2 separate regions of the Mus musculus genome follow, and region 2 is linked to region 1. Evidence: chromatin contacts called from public promoter capture Hi-C data. All regions are on one chromosome and are shown on one strand. Each heading gives the region's core, a stretch centred on a gene start, on an enhancer-like site or on the middle of the called end of the contact. The rest is flanking DNA. Distances are from core to core; before and after follow the strand shown. Region 1 holds the start of Sec24a (Sec24 related gene family, member A (S. cerevisiae)). Region 2 holds the start of Fnip1 (folliculin interacting protein 1).

What was found. Promoter capture Hi-C pulls out the DNA fragments that hold promoters and counts their contacts.
Region 2: a contact with region 1 is called in a promoter capture Hi-C map of pre-B cells, with 4 times the contacts expected there. The contact joins the promoter of Fnip1 here to the promoter of Sec24a in region 1. A contact is called at or near these places in 2 of 39 promoter capture datasets (embryonic stem cells and pre-B cells).

What each region holds. Positions count from the first base shown.
Region 1 is chr11:51,753,299-51,758,912 of GRCm38.p6, forward strand. Sec24a (Sec24 related gene family, member A (S. cerevisiae)) reads right to left here and starts at 3,536. Exons shown (of 23, transcript NM_175255.3): 1 at 2,779-3,536. The coding sequence starts at 2,875.
Region 2 is chr11:54,435,311-54,440,924 of GRCm38.p6, forward strand. It overlaps Fnip1 (folliculin interacting protein 1), which reads left to right and starts at 2,869. Exons shown (of 18, transcript NM_173753.4): 1 at 2,869-3,078. The coding sequence starts at 2,987. LOC115487771 (a long non-coding RNA gene) reads left to right here and starts at 3,085. Exons shown (of 2, transcript XR_003949675.1): 1 at 3,085-3,597; 2 at 4,321-5,614.

The DNA.
Region 1 (5,614 bases), core at 2,286-4,785:
AAATCACTATTAAAAACATTTCTAAATAATACAGATTATAATACAACATAATAACCTATCACAGAGCAAAACGGTTTAGTGTCAGAATTACAGCAAAAAAAAGCAATTTACAGAAAATAAAAATAGCCATTCTTGCTGTGTTTTGGTTAAATCTAAAGGATATCTTAAGATATAACTACTATAACATGTTAACTTATACATGTACATTAAACCACCATCTTAAGACTTTTTCAAATGTAACTACCAGGCGTGCTCTGAGTTCAAGGCTAGCCTGGTATACAAAGCCAGTTCCAGGGGACAGCTAGGGCTACAGAGAAACCCTGTCTCAAACAGAACAAAACCCAAACAGAATGTGTAAGCAGCAATTACTGACTTGCATGAGTTTAGCAAGCATAGATTGCAGCATGTAACTGTTCTCCATTTCACCTTCAGAGCCACAACCCTATTCTCAGAATTAAAGATGAACAAACAACCACTTAACACAGGAAATCAGCCACTGACTGACAAGACTTCCACTAAAAACACACTTCAAAAATGGGCACTATAGGCTGGGTACGCCTTCAATCCCAGTTCTCAGCAGATAGAGGGAGGAAACTCTGAGCATCTGAGGCCAGCTTGGCCTACACAGTGAGTTCCAGGCCAACCCCAATGGCTTCATAGTGAGAGCCTGTCACACTCAACACACACACACACACACACACACACACACACACACACGAAAAGCTACTAGAAGAAATTGAGGTGAGCTTCTTCTGATGGCACAAGTCTCTAATGCCAGCATTTGGAAAGCAGAGGCAGGTGAATCTCATAGGAAGTTTCAGGCCAGCCAGGGCTATAAAGTAAGACCTTAATTCAAAACAAAACCACAAAAAAACTTTTAAAATGGTTATTACAGCCAAGCAGTAGTGGCACACACCTTTAATCTCACCACTTGGGAGGCAGAGGCAGGTGAATATCTGAGTTCCAGGCCAGCCTGGTCTACAGGGACAGCCAAGGCTGCTACACAGAGAAACCCTGCTTCAATAAAACAAAAATAATTAAAGAAGGTTATTATAAAACACCGAGGAGAAAGGGGAAGGCATAGATTATGCAGTTATATGATAACCTCAAAAGTAAAAATAAAATAAAATAAAATAAATCACCCTAACAACCAAGAACAGCAAAAGTGTCAACTCGAGCTCTTTATTCTTACAGTCTTATCTCTACTCCTTTTATTGGAGTTTTTACAGCTGCTACCATCCTGAACCACAATTCCATATCTGGATTCCCAAATAGCTCTAAGCAACCCAGACAGGAGTGCACTCTTATGCCCAAGGTCAGAACATAGATGTGCAACAGGTGCATGTTTGGCTTTGACCAAATTAACAAAGTAAGTGGGCTATGGAAATTCCAGCTCTGCAATGCAAGCACTAGAGCAGCTGAGACAGGAGAATTGCCACAAGTTTCAAGCCAACTGGAGATAAGAGCGAGACAGTGTCAATAAATAAATAAATAAATAAATAGCAATGGAATATCTCCAACAGAGCCTAACATACTGATTCAATTCCTGCAAAAACATTTCAAAGTCCTCACAGCTCTACTTGCATGTAAGCTTACTGGCACATTTACTTTGTGATTTAAGTGCAATTCGTAAGCAAAACCCACACAGGCGACATCTTCAGTTGTTTTCACCTTAAAGTGGATGATTGCATCTTCTCAGCAAATGTCAATGTCACAGAAGAAAATGTAGTTTACATAATCTCTTACTATAAACTCAAGAAACAATTCAAGTTGAAAACCTGTCAGTGATTCTCAGCTTCTCTTGCCCTGCCCACATAGCTGCCTACCCACATTTTTAAGTCTTACAAAGAACATTCTTTGTAAAGAAAACAGTAGTCTTCTCTAAATACATTGTAACCAGCAATTTTAGTCACTGGCTATTTTCTACAACTTTAAATGGGCACAGTAAGTACTTTAGTATTATTCTCCCTGTCTTCTTCCCATAAAGCAAAGATTTGTAGGCTAATTTGTAAGTAGGCAGAAAATGAGTCTTTATTATATCAATTAAAATAAGCTTAGCAAATCACGCTGTAGGAAGGCGTCAGGAATCCTAGAAGAGATATCCAATTATAAGATATTCTCCCGCCAAATGATAAATTATAGTGCCAGATGTACTCTCTCTAGGGTTCAGAGAGTTGTGACTAACTTACATTCTAAATGAAGAGGAGGGCCCTAGAAACGAAGCCCTAGCCATCCATCTATTTGGTTCTTCCACAACTGAAAAACTAAACAGGAGGCCCAAGGACTGTCGTAGGAAGAAGATCCTTGAAGAAAGATCCCTGCAGAGATGAGCAAGTCCTAAAGGGATCTGTCAAAGACGGAGTCATTCATTCATCTCTGCAAATTAGTATTAATAAGCACTGACCCGCCACCCCCCTGCACTTCGAGCCTGCGGACCCGAGATGAACCCTGCCCTCCAGGACACAGGACTGAGGTGGCGCATTGCGTGATGACACCCAGACACTATGACCTCCATAAGGCAGTTCTGGGAACTGATTTCGTCTACGATTCTTGTTCACCTCTTGTTTATCTCAGACGTTGCATACTGCAGGTGCTTACTGTTTGCAGGCTGAACCTATAAATACACATGAAACTGTCCCACCAGCGTGGATCTGCAGGTGCATGTCCACCGCGGCTCCCGGGTCCAGGCCGTCATCCGCCACTCCCCGCGGTAGACCTGGCTGGGACTTGTCCCTGGCCCGAGCTGTGCCGCCCTCCCCGCCCCCGTGCGGCACTCACCGTTGGTGTAGGGAGACCCCGAGGCTGAGGCGGCTCCGTTCTGGGCCTGGAGGCTAGCTGCGGCACCGCGGGCAGCGGGGATCCGGGGCTGGGCCATGGCGCCCGGGGATCTCAGGGTAAGACGGAGCCGTCGGGGTCGACCGCAGCGCCCAGCCTAAGAGCTCCAACAGGAAAACCGAGGGCAGGGACCTGGAGGCCGGAGAAGCGGAACACGCGGGGTGGCACGTCAAAGTAGAGGCATGGCGTGTCCGTGTCTTCTGCCCGCCGGCGGCCACGACCTGGCCAGGGCGCGGAGAGGCTCCGGAGTCAGGCCGGCTGGGCTGGGAACGCCGGGCTCGGAGGCAGCAGCCGAACCCGGAGAGGAGGGAGGCCCTGGGCGGAGCCGCCGGCCGCGCAGGCACAGTGGGGACACGTGGCACTTCCGGTTCCGGCTGGAGGCTGCGGCCGTGCTCTCTGTCCCCGGGGAGCTGCCCCGAGGGCACCTGACAGTCCCGTGTCCGGGCCCGGAGGACCGTGCACGGACTCGCCTGCCACGTCACGGACTCCCGCCGCCCGCCGGAAGTAGCCTGTGTCACCACTGCGAAAATACCCGGCGTGGAGAACGTCACCTTGCTGACAGTCCCAGGGGTGGTGCGGATTTTTAGAATCGATTGGGTGGGACAGGAGAGACCCGGCTCCTCTTCCGGGATTCTCTGAGGATTACCTGAGACGACCGATGTCCTCGGCTACCGCTGGTGGCCCAGCCGATGCTATGCCAGCTGTAGAGTGCAAGAGAATTTTAAAAAGAGGTGTTCAATTACGTGTGTTTGTCAAAGTGTCATGGGCGGGACATGGCGGCAATCAGGAGGTCGAGGCAGAAGTGTTCTAAGTTCGAAGGCGGCCTAGTCAGGTCAGCCAGGGCTGGAGTGAAGATGCTGGGTCAAGGTTAAAATGTCTGATGACGTTAAGGAGGAAGCTCTTCTTTTCAACTGGAGGATTAAGATTAATTTTGACGTTAGCCTGTTGGTAGCATAGTCACTCCGAAGTACATCCACCACACATGGATCGGGAATCCATCCCTCTCCTATCCCAGTGTTGACAATGGAGTCCAATGTCCTAGGGAAGCCCTTAGTTTACACTGAGCTAGGCAACTTCTATAATAACAAGTATTTAGTTAATACTGAGGCTCCAAGCCGGGCGTGGTGGCGCACGCCTTTAGTCCCAGCTCTCAGGAGGCAGAGGCAGGCGAATTTTTGAGTTCGAGGCCAGCCTGGTCCACAGAGTGAGTTCCAGGACAATCAGGGCTAATCAGAGAAACCCTGTCCCGAAAAAAAAAAAAATACTGAGGCCCCGGACTAAATAACATTTAAAATGGTAATTGTAATGGTATCGTACTCCTATAGTTCTGGATACAGAAAAGTGAGGCAGGAAGATCTTGAATTCAAGACCAGCCTGGGCAATTTACCAGGACTCAGTTTCTTTAAAAGGGGTTAGATATGTAGGTCACTCATAAAGAGTTTCCCTAACCTTGTAGGAAGAAGCCCTGAGTTCAAAAGAATTAAAGGCAGTTTACATTATGAGAGTTTACATTAAGTCGAATAATTCAAATGTCCTTTCTGGGCAAGTAGCTTGTGGGTTGCTTTTATTTTTACCCCCAAACAGACTTTCTGACTTGTAAGACCAAAGAGAAGTAGAAACTGGTTGGTTATGCAACATACTTAGTGATATCAGTGTGATCTTTAGCTACTTTGGTTTTACCTGCTCCAAGCAGATGACAAAGTCCTTCACAGATGTGTGCTGCTGATTGAAACGTATTATGCCATGAGTTTCACAACCTCGGGCGAAAGTACATCTTACCAAACTCATTTACTATCTAATGCTGGCTACGAAGTATTACAGAAAAAGAGCACAATCTAAAACTACTGTCAGACCCAAGAAGCAAGCAGTAACCACATATACAAATTTACCCTAACCTTGATTTCATTAATAGTTACCTCAAAACCATACTAAAATATATTTGCTCTGAGTGGAATTAAACAATTAAAAAAAAAGATTGTTTTATTGTTTTAAAGTTTGTTTTCTGTATGTATGGGTACCTACATAGAAGTATTTACACGCTGGTCGATGGTGGCACACACCTTTAATCCCGGCATTTGAGAGGCAGAGACAGGTGGATTTCTGAGTTCGAGGCCAGCCTGGTCTACAGAGTGAGTTCCAGAACAGCCAGGGCTACACAGAGAAACCCTGTCTTGAAAAACCAAAAAAAAAAAGAAAGAAAAGAAAAGAAAAAAAAAGTATTTTACACCATGTGTATGCAGTGCCCACACAGAGGTCAGAAGGGGGCACTGCATCCCCCAGCACTGGAGTTGACAGTTGTGACCGCCATGATGTGAGTGATAGCAAAGGAACCCTAGTCCTCTGGGAGCACAGCCGGTGCTCTTCACTACCAGCCGTCTCTCCACGCCCCCACTCCTTATTACAAGATCCAGGTAGGCTTCTTTAGGATGAAGATGAAACTCTTTGGTTTGTTTTGCTTTGTGTTTTAGAGACAGTTTCTCATCTTGGTACTGCCTTGTAGACCAGGTTGGCCTCGAACTCATAGAGATCTACCTGCCTCTGCCTCCTGAGTGCTAGGATTAAAGGCACGCGCCACTACTCCTGGCTGAAGATGACTTTTAATCAAACTTTCACTTAAGAACATCTATGATGGGCTGGCGAGGTGGCTCAGCGGGTAAGAGCACTGACTGCTCTTCCGAAGGTCCTGAGTTCAAATCCCAGCAACCACATCGTGGCTCACAACCATCTGTAATGAGATCTGACGCCCTCTTCTGGAGTGTCTGAAGACAGCTACAGTGTA
Region 2 (5,614 bases), core at 1,619-4,118, 2.7 Mb after region 1:
ATAGTATGCCTTATTATAAATCTGTATCCTTTCAGGGTTTTCACTCTGCTATTGTAGCATTATGTTGAGGTATAAGGGAAATGTGATGAACAGTAGCAAATACATTTGGTTTTTCTCTGTACTTTCAAGACTGAGCATTCAGACATGAAGCAACTGCATGAGTGGAGAACACTAAAATAAAGCATGTCTTATGCAAGCAGCAATGCTTCTCCTACTATTAATATCTATGATCACCCATGAAGTAATTTTTTCCCAAGATGAAGGCACATGAGGTTACTGTATTCGGAAACTTCCTTCTGAGGGAACCTGGAAAGATTCATCTCTGTGCCAGCCATGGACAGCCTCTTGTCCTTAAGAATCTTTGCTCCAGTGTCCAGTAGAAGCGTGAGTCTGATTCTACTCACTTTTATCTAATGTGTATAAAAACAAGAAACGTCAGCAGCTCACACACTGACTTAGCAGATGTATGGGGTTTTTTTCCTATATTTAAAAATGTCACAAATATTTTCCTTGAAAAAAATTTCACTGTTCTATCACTGTGAAGAGACATCATGATCATGGGAACTGTTAGAAAATATTTAATTGGGAGCTTGCTTACAGTTTCAGAGGCTTAGTCCTTTATCATGGCTGGGATCATAGTGCATAGCAGGCATGGTGCTACATCTTTATCTGCAGGCAGAGAGAGAGAGAGGGAGAGAGAGAGAGAGAGAGAGAGAGAGAGAGAGAGAGAGAGCGCACTGGTCCTTGTGTGGCCTTTTTGAAACCTCAAAGCAAACTCCAGTGATACACTTTCTCCAACAAGGCCACACCTATTCTAAAAAGGCCACATCCCCTAATCCTTGTAATCCTTTCAAACAGTCCCACTCTCTGGTGACCAAGCATTCAAGAGTATGAACTTATGGGATCCATTTTTATTCAAACCACCATACCCAGGAACTTTTGAAATGAGCAGTTTACAAAGGACCTATGAATAAAATCTAACTATTGCACTACATTCTCAGAAAGACCTTCCTGTGACATAATTTCATTGTTTAGTTCATTAATTGCGTAACACTAATCACTTTCTGCAATTACCTTACCATTTACAGTCTTCTTGCTTATAAAATTAACTTTTCTGTTGTTAATGTTGATCCCCAGTATACAGAACTTAAATTTGTGCAATGAGCAAATTTATTTTTTGATTCCCTGTGTAGCCATGGCTGTCCTGAAGCTCACTCTGTAGACCAGGCTAGTCTCAAACTCACAGAGATCCACCCTCTTCTGCCTCCAGAGTGTTGAGATTAAGAGTGTATGCCACCACTGCTTGGCTGCAAATTCTCGTTTTAGTTATCTATAATTAGTGCTTTTTAAATGTCTTGTGTACTGGAGCGGTGGAGACAGGAGAGTGAACTGGAGACTTCTCCCTCCTCCTCCAACACCTTCAGAAGGCAGCTCTGGAGATGAAGTGCTTGCTGTGTGAACAAGAAGACCTGCATTCCATTCCCAGAATCTACTTCAAGGATGGGCAAAGGAATGCAAGGTTGTGATTCTTGTGCTGTCAAAGAAGATGAAGCAGAAAGGTCATCCTACACTACTTGGTGAGCTCCAGGCCAGCAAGAGACCCTGTCTCAATAAATATAAAAAAGTCTTGTAACATGAGACTTTGTAACATGTTGTAACAGCTCAACATGCTGACCAGTGATAAATTATTAACGATATAAAAATATCCTGCTAATTTTTCTTTTATTCTTTTGTTTTGTTTTCTTGTTTTGTTTTTTCGAGACAGGATCTTTCTGTGTAGCCCTGGCTGTCCTGGAACTCACTCTGTAGACCAGGCTGACCTTGAACTCAGAAATCTGCCTGCCTCTGCCTCCCAAGTACTGGGATTAAAGACGTGTGCCACCACTGCCCGGCATTTTTTCTTTTTCCCATGTAAATAAGGGCTACTTATTTATTTTTTTTCAACTGCAGATCAGCTGACAACTTCTTAAAGATTTGGTTCCTATGTCTAGCTAAGTGAAATTCTCAAGCGTCTTTGTCTACCCTTGCAAACATACACCAGTATTTCCCCACATTCATCCACATTTCTCAGAGAACTTCATTCCACTGTACGAAATCCCTCATCCTGGTAAACGGATGACGAATTTGATCTGAACACTGATGGTTTGATAAGACTGGAAGGATGTTCGTGAGCTGTATTTTCCGTTTTGAGAGCAGTCTTGCCATTTGGTAACAATGTTACAGTTCCTCCTTTCCTCATACCCAGATATTAAAGATATACAGCTTTGTTTCATGGAAGTTCTGATTGTCTCTCTTAGACATTTTGCTAAACTTCTTGTTTGGTGATGAGGATCAAACCCAGGGCCTCTAACTACTGAGCTCTTTAACCGCAGTCTTTCAAATTCTAAATACTTAGCATAAAGGGTTAGATATTTTTAGATAGATGTCTTTTTTTTTTTTTTTTTTTTTTTTTTTTTTTTACGGCTGCTTGCCTCTCTTGGTTTTGCTTGTGATCTTTTTGGTTACCAAGGAGATCGAGCCTGAGCCCCCAGTCGCTAGATCTTCCTAGAGACTAAGTGCGGGCGTCAATGGAAACCGCACCTCAAGTCACAGACCTAGGTCTCCTCCTAGAGCCCTAGCAGTTTGGGAGGGTCAGAGGCGGGCCTGGGTCCCAGAGGCTTTCTCTTGCCACCCAGCCGCGCGCGCCCTCGCACGCCCCGCCCCGTGAGAGGCCGCGTGACGGACCCGTGAGCCAGCCAATGGCAGGCGGCCCCGCCTCCCCACCCCCACCCCGCCCCCCGCTCAGTTTGCTGCCACGTGATACGGCTCGTCGCCAGCCAATCGCCGCGACCTCAATCTCGCGCTCCGCCCCGCGCGCCGTGGCCGTTTGAAGTGACTAATTTCTGTCATATGACTGAGGCGCCCATGGGGGTGGCGGGGTGGCGGTAGGAGCGGGGGGCCTCCTGCGAGCTCCCAGCCGAGCGACCCCAGTCTTGCGGCGGCCAGCATGGCCCCCACCCTGTTCCAGAAGCTCTTCAGCAAGCGGAGCGGATTAGGCGCGCCGGGACGAGACGCCCGCGACCCGGACTGCGCGTTCAGGTGAGGCGTCGCGGGCCCCCGAGGGGTCGCGGCCTCGGGCGGGGCGTGCGGTCCCCTGCCCTCTTCGCTAGGCTGTTTATGCCCCGCCCGCGCCACGCGCCGCGTCCCCAGCCCCAGCACGGCGGCCTCGGGAGGCTGTCGGTCCGCACGCTGCCCGGGCTGCGACCTCACCGCAGGCCTCCGGGGCCCGGCCGGGAGCTGCTGTCTCCCTGTGATCCGCAGCCCTCGGGTGGCTTTGTGCAGACTGTCGCGCGTTCGGCCAACCTGCGGAGCACTGAGGAGGCTGGAGGAGCGAGTGGGCAGGCTGGCGGTCTGTCAGGCTTCTTGGAAACTAAAATTGGAGCTGTGCAGTTCTCTTGCCGAGCGACCTTAGTGTTATCGAAGGAGAAATGCGAAACCGAAGTGGTTAGGGTTACTACTGACCAGACTCGAGGAGGACTTGCGGTAGAACTTACTGTCGAATTTTCTTTCCCTTCTTACACCTGTTACTGAAAAGGAGTTTCTTGCAAATGGAAAACGGTAGCTGTGTGTGTGTGTGTGTGTGTGTGTGTGTGTGTTTGTTTGTGATTGCATGCTTTGTTTCTTTCTGATTGCAGTACCTGTTGCTGGTACAGTAACTTTTTAGAATTGTCAGATATATAGAAGCTTAGCTCAATGGTTAAATTCAGCCGTGGAATTGTATTTGAAGAAGATATTGTTTTGTCTTCCATAATGCGCTATGGAAACTTTCGCATGTAACTAGGCCAAATGTCACATATCAGACAAACTTGGCTGTATGGCCGAGAACTCAGTTGTACAGTAATAGTAAAAGGGAAACAGTGTCAAATTTTGCAGCAAGCCCAAGTATCAGATGACTGCACTACATAAGTCTTAGAGGCTTTAATATTTTTCAAATTATCCACGCTGTCAATAATACAGATCCCATCAGGAAACAATGTGTGAGATTGAATATCAAATGGCAAGTAATTTAACTGATATTTAATGGGAGAAAAAGGTCAGTTACCGTTTTGGAAACAAGCTTAACAAAAGAATTTTCATGGCAGTGGCTTTTCTTCGTAATGGGAAGTAAATGTCTTGTGCCGTAGTCATCTGACAGTTGTTTTTCCTTTGAAAAGCGAAAGTGCAGATAACACCAGATAATACACCGGGACACCTAGGAAAACCAGAGACCCGGGAAGCAGCCTCTGGAGAGAGATTTAAAAGATAACATTTGAATAGACCACTGTTTCTATTTCTGTGCAGAGACTGACTTTGGGTAACCAAGATTACAAGAGTCTCAATTTGTTAATGTGACCAAAATCTACTTTTTGAGTAAGTGTTCTATATGGTTGTGTAAGACTTTACTGCTGCCAAAGAACTTTCCCATCAGTTATCTCATTTCACAGTAACCTTGTGAGATAGAGCAAGTAGCAATGTAGAGATGACTTTATAATCCTTTTTCCAGCGTGGAAGCCCAATACCTGCAGTTCATCGTGAAAACTTGCTTTGAAAACAAGATGTGTACAAGTGTAATGTGAGAAAATGAGAATTCTGGATCACATACCTAGTGACTTGAGATCTAATTAATCCAGCTTTTAAAATTTCCTTGATATATAATTAAAATACAATAAAAGATGAATACACGGGGAAGGTTACTGTCCCATGAGGGCTGACAGACAAACACAGTTTATACTCAGCACTCCACTGAACCTTCACAACCATTCGTTCTGTCAGCTTGTGCTCCCTCCTTTTCCACAGTCCTTAACCCCCTTTCACCCAAGAACAATTTGGTCTGCTTTCTTTTGTTATATTTTGGCTTTTTGAACATTTCATATAAATGTGATTTTATGACTTCCATAGCCACATGTCTGGCTTCTTTTTACCCACAATAATGTTTATTGAGATGTATCTACGATGTTGCCTTTTTAGTAGTTCCATTCATCTTTTAAGTAGGTGATTTATTGTACAGATATAGCATACCTTTTGTTTTTGCTCTTGGGCTCTCTCGCTCTCTCTCTCTCCCTCTCTCTCATGTGTATTTATTCTTTTGCGTGTGTGCACGCGTGTGCTCGCTGAATTTGATGTTACTTGGACTGACCTTCCATCTTACTTATTGAGTCAGGGTCTTGTAGTCAAACCCAGAGGTTCCTATGATTCTGATCTTGCTACCCAGCTTGCTCTGGCAAACCATCTTGCTTTGCCTTAATGGACCTGGACTGACAAGTGACAGGGAATGCCCTCCTGGCATTTCTGGATTTCTGGGGATCTGAACTCCCAGTCCTCACACTTGCTGGGCGAGCACTTTAACCATTTGGTCATCTGTCCAACTCACAATTTGTTTATTCACTCCTCAGATAAAAGATACTTGAGCAATTCTTCTGTGAATATTTGTGTATAGATCTTTAATTAGAAATAATTTTTGTTTCTTCTGGGTATAGATACTGAGCAGTAGAGCTGCTGGCTCATGTGCAGAGTTTTATTTAATTTTTTAAAAAGTTCCCAAACTTCTTCAAACATACTTGTTTTATAGTTGCAGTAGCAATATATTAAGGTTACT